Linked DNA regions of Anas platyrhynchos: region 2 is linked to region 1. A link is a contact called in public Hi-C data. All regions are on one chromosome and are shown on one strand. Each heading gives the region's core, a stretch centred on a gene start, on an enhancer-like site or on the middle of the called end of the contact. The rest is flanking DNA. Distances are from core to core; before and after follow the strand shown.

The links. Hi-C and Micro-C count contacts between places; a contact is called where the count stands out from the background.
Region 2: a Hi-C map of skeletal muscle shows a contact between it and region 1, with 5 times the contacts expected there. The contact joins two enhancer-like sites. A contact is called at or near these places in 4 of 8 Hi-C or Micro-C datasets (F1 follicle, skeletal muscle and subcutaneous adipose tissue).

The regions. Positions count from the first base shown.
Region 1 is chr5:8,861,673-8,864,372 of IASCAAS_PekinDuck_T2T, reverse strand. The region is part of intron 1 of GPR132 (G protein-coupled receptor 132); the gene reads right to left. Among named protein-coding and RNA genes, the nearest start is that of CDCA4, 17 kb to the left of the region's middle. Within about 2 kb of position 1,297, at least 2 of the 8 cell types and tissues checked have an H3K27ac peak or open chromatin away from gene starts, as enhancers often do.
Region 2 is chr5:9,048,638-9,051,337 of IASCAAS_PekinDuck_T2T, reverse strand. AHNAK2 (AHNAK nucleoprotein 2) reads right to left here. Exons shown (of 7, transcript XM_072038223.1): 7 at 2,296-2,700. Among named protein-coding and RNA genes, the nearest start is that of PLD4, 19 kb to the left of the region's middle. Within about 2 kb of position 1,422, at least 2 of the 8 cell types and tissues checked have an H3K27ac peak or open chromatin away from gene starts, as enhancers often do.

The DNA of each region.
Region 1 (2,700 bases), core at 48-2,547:
TCTCAATTGGTTGAGGGCACTTAATGTATCAGAGACTACCCAGCATACAGGAACTAGAATCTGGATACTGGCATGCACTTCCACACTGTAATAAAGCACAGTGGTTCAGATCTAGATAATTCACACCTCTCTCAGTGAATAACTGTAGATGAGGAGCAAAAACTTGTAGTGCTATGTAACATTCACCATAGCAAGTCAGCAAAACTGCCTGCCACATCTGTTTGATACCTCTGGGAAACAACAGGAAATGTGTAGTGAAAGGAAGTAAACAAGATTGAAGAGAAGAATATGTATGCTTTTAAGAAACGGTGGTGAAGAAAATTAATGCTCCTTGAAAAGGAGTGGTTACAAAAACTCCACCTTTCCAAGGCAACCATACACAAGAGCAGACTTGGCATTTGGTTAGTGTTATGTAGTGCTAGGAGAAGCACTAATTGCAAAGTCACACGACTTCCACAAGGAAATCTACCAAGTGAAGAGAGGAACATGGAGGTGAATGTGCTGTAATGGTGTTGTATTCTCTTAAAACTTGTACTTTCCTGTATTTATGAGTTGAAGTTGCCTGTGGTGCAAGACATTTAATAAGAAGAGATCTTGTCTGGCCTAATTTTTGGGCACTCAGGTGGACACCTGCTCCAGGGAACAGTCAGCTAACTGCCACGGTGAGATGTGTTGGTAGAGTTGAGTCCCTTCACACAGAGGTGGAGTATGAGCCTTCATCCTCACTGTGCACGAGCAATTTCTTTAACCTTGTGTTCATGCAGAGGAGAAAGTAGCTTGTGTCAGCCTATGAACATTTATTTTTTGTTGGTTTGGGCCAATCTCAAGCAGACATAGGGGGAAGCAGTTTGCTCCCAGGGCAGTGAGGACCTGCATTGTCTCCTACATCTCTGGGAGGGTGGGCGAGCTGGTGGGGCCGTTCCCTCCTCTCCCCGGGGCTGCATAAGCAGCTCTGCCTGAATGCCTAACAGAGCACCTATCATTCAAGATAGCCTGAGGAACATTCAGTCCCCAGACCTAGTTCAGTTAATGCAGATAAGGATGGTATGAGGAAATGGACGAAGGCTGCGTTAGGCTGCAAAATCCTCACAGCAGTGATGTGCTAGCCACAGCCATAAAGACCAAGTCCTCCTGGCCCATGCCAAAATGTGTTCATGTGCAGCAAGTACACAAACACAGTCAGAGCCCCAGTGACAGCAGCTTCGTATTGAAGATGCATTTCCAGTCTTGGTAAGCAAGCAGGCGGGGCAGTGGCAGCGGTACCTGCCATCCCCAGCAACAGTGGCACAGAAAGCTGTTCCTCAGGGTGACACTTGGAATGGGGATTCTGTAGACACAGGAACTGAGAAAGTGCTGCTGGTGTGGAAGAAGTACACTGTAGGGTGTGACCTGCTCAGTGTCTACCTTCCACTTCCCTCTGCGGCAAACCATGCTCCGCTTGCATGCTGAAACTTTTAGAGGTTAGCAGGCAGTGGTCACTGTGTTAGTCAGGCCACAATGCCTTGATCCAGCCAAGTGCCAGAGGGACACGTCTCCTCATCTGAGAGCTGGACCATCTGGTGTCCAATGGATATGTTCAGGTCCTCTCTAGGAGGATCTGAAGCTTCCTTTAGTTTCAAATGTCCCAGCTTCAGGATGACTGAAGAAGAGGATCCTCACTACTATGTGGGGGGAAGACGGCACAGGACTCAGCAGGGCTGCTGCAATGTTTTTGAATTTGCTTCCTTTTTTTTTTTTTTTTTTTTTTTTTTTTTTTTTTCTAGTAGTGAAAGTGTAGTCATAGCTGGTATTTATTTAGAAATGTGATAGTTGTGATAAGGAGTGACATTCATTTCTTTCTGCCTGTGGGCACCTGCCACCTTGGGTCAATGAGATGAGGCCTTCTGCAGGCCACCAACCAAACAGTGGTGGAGGGGGGATAAAGGCAGCGTTTGATTTCTGGGTCAACAGAGATTCTGTGCCAGACCTCACCCAGAGCATGGCATAGGAGAGCTCGTCCTCTCCTTGCGTCTGAGTGATGTGAGACCACCAGGAACCTGTGTAACACAAAGGTGCCTTGGAGACAGAGCTGTGAAGCACAGCAGGTGAATGAAACAGGTGATGGAGGTGATGGAGGCAGCGGCAGCTGAGGCGGGGACGTGGCACAGTCGCACGCTGTCTCAGCCATGAGCAACAACACCATAGTGCACAAAACCTCTCCGAGTGGTTGAAGGTGCACTCTCCTCCCCTCCCCCAGGGCTTCATGTGCTTCTTGGCCCTGTTTGTCTGCGAATTCTTCTTTTTGCACTGCCTACGCCTGTTGCTCGCCACTCGTTGTGCGAAGGCATGCTTCCCCCTGAGGTACCTGCCTCACCAGCAAGCAGCCAGCGATGGTGCAGAGCAGGAAGGAAGTGGTAGAAGCCATTCTGTAGACACATGTTCCCAAAGGGGACTTATTCTGTAGACACACAGTTCCCAATGTTTCTTTCGCATGCCACCTTCCTTTGCCCCCTCCCTTCCTGCTCTGCTCCTCAGCTTCTCCAGGCCCAGCTCCTCAGGGCTTTTGGGCCTCTGGCCTCCTCCCGTGTCCCCCATGATGTCTGTGCATGTGTGCAGCACAAGAAAGGAGGGGATGGAGCAGCACAGGCCCATCAGCAGGGCTCTGCTGTGCGCTGCCACTGCTCCCAGCCTGCTGCTTCCTCTCTGCACCATGCTCTTCCT
Region 2 (2,700 bases), core at 173-2,672, 190 kb before region 1:
AGGCTTGGATGGATTTTTCTAGTTTGGAGGTCAACTAAGCCCTGGCCACAGACAGTTCAGATATTGCTCAGTGCTGGTCTACTTGGGTGGGCCTAGGCAAAATTCCTGGCTTGGGTCTTGAGCATGGTAGTCTGCTAGACCCAGGTCCTCTCACCTACCTGTGATGAAGTACATCTTTAGCTAACTGACCTGCCTTTATTTGAGAGGATTTCGTGTAGAGCTTCTGCCCTGCTGTCCCAGCAAGTTTCTGAGGACACTTGGCTCGGTGCAAGGCCTTGTGGCTATAGCACTGCTGACAGCCATGCAGATGATAGCCATGCAGTACCTAGCAGGCTCCATAGCTTTATGCGTTTGGACAAGACAACAAAGTTACCTGAACTCATGCATTAGACATCAGCTTCATCCCAAAGCTTTTCTATTATCTGTTTCTGATCCTAATTTTTTGATAGTTATAAATTTTTCAACAACTGCTAGCTCTTTCATCAGGGGCACTGGCTCCTTGGCCTCTGTTTTCTCATTCAGGATTAACTTTGGCTGTCTTGCCTTTGGGATATCAGAGGTCATACTTCAAATAGGAGACATGAAAAAGATGCAGGGTGACTTTTTTACACGGGCAGGTAGTGATAGGAGAAGGGGGAGTGGTTTTAAACTAAAAGTGAGGAATTTAGTCTAGAGGTTAGGAGGAAATTCTTCACTCAGAGGGTGGTGAGGCACTGGCACAGGTTGCTCAGAGAAGCTGTGGATGCCCCATCCCTAGATGTGCTCACAGCCAGGCTGGATGGGGCTTTGGGCAGCCTGGTCTGGTGGGAGGTGTCCCTGCCCACGGCACGGGGTTGGAACTGGGTGATCTTTAAGGTCCATTCCAACCCAAACCATTCTGTGATTCTATGTTTCTAGGAAATATAACAGCAAAATAGCCAGCTAATAGTCATGTATTTATGTCCCAACAATGAAGGATACTGGGGTGGGAGAGAAGGAACGGCGACATACATGTGCTTCTTTTTAATGTATTTATAGCTCCCTTTCCATGCCAAATTGTAGTTCTAGGTTTGTGTGGCTGGAGACTGCACATAGATGTTTAGCTGAACAGCCCAATTTTCCAGCATTAAAAAATGAACAGCAGTATCCCAAGAAACCTACCATAGTTAAGGAAACAGCCTGAGAGTCAAAAAATAGGTGGGGTCAGAAACACAGGAGCCTGTTGACAAGATGTCAGTGTTTTGCAGACTTATGTCTGTGCTCCTTGCACTCTTTTAAGCTCTGTCCTTAGCTATTCCTGCACTCAGACCATTGGGAAATACTTTGTTAACATGGTTGTTTTTTTCCTAACCTTCACTTTCACCAAGCTGACAGTAGCCTATTGGAGAAAGGTTTTATTGCTGCTTCTTTTCTCTATTGTTCTTTCCTCATCTACTTCATTCAACTTTTAATAACATAATAGAGAGTATTGCTCTGTGGTCATTGCTGTCTCAGAGCTCAGTTTTAATTGACCTCATTCTTTCACCATCATGACAGACTCCTAGAGGTGGTACTGTCAAGGTGGATTTCTTTCTGTGTGCCTAAGTTAAGGGACACTACCTGAGAAACTTTTTACGTGAAGGCTGCCTTTCAGGCAGATGAGAACTGCTGTTACAATGGGATGTCCTTTATTACGTATATTACGTTTTTCTGGTCTCAGTTTTTCTGGCGTGATCACAATGCTCTTCTTCAGTCCTCGTATATGTTGTCTGATGTGGTAACTTCGAGTCTTTTCAACAATGACACATAAACTTAGAGAAACTTTGGGGAAATGCTGCATGATCCACATACAGGCCTACTACTTATGTCAACAGTCTCTTCAGAGATAATATGAGGAACACAGGCTTCCAGAAGGTCTGTAGAATATTTAAGACTACCATGAAGATGCAGACATGGAGAATATCTTGAGCTACAAATGGTTACACAAACAAGTACACTTCCATGATAACTCAATTTCTGAATGTTTTGCTATGTCTGCATTCCCTGTATGAAGTAGAATATAGAGATAGATAAGACAGGATGAGAAAAGGATGAGAAAAGACAGGATGAAAAAAAATAAAGATGCATGACTGCACATGCAAATTGTAAAACTTGGGATTGTAATGGGTGAAAAGTCTCAGATTAATTTGTAACCACTGCCATCATATTTAGAAACTGTACTGCCATTAAGCAGTCACTGAGGAGCATAGAGTGGGATACAATCAAACCTGCAAATCAAACCTGGGGTTTTCAGCTGCAGTTTTCAGAACTAGAAAATGCTAATGGCACTATCAGTAATTCATGGTACTTGTTTTATTTTTCATATGGTGAGTTTATTGTGAATTAAGAATACAGACAGTGTTTTAATGATACATATGAAGGCTGTCACATATGCACTCTGGTTTTGGCTGTGCACTTTAGAGAAGCATTAATATAAACAGAGGTAAATAATTATATACATCTCCTTTCCCAGAAAATCTTTGAAGCAATTCCACCAAAGTGTGGCAGATCATTCTGTGCATTTATCTATCCAGTAAATATACACATAAAAATTTATTTATCCAAATTTTTATAATTATTCTTTACCACCATGTTTTATTTTGGTACCTTAAAATGTGAAATATTTTTTTGGTCTTGAATTTATTTATTTATTGATTTATTTTTGACCTTTTAAGGCTAAATATGACCCACCACAGTAATCAA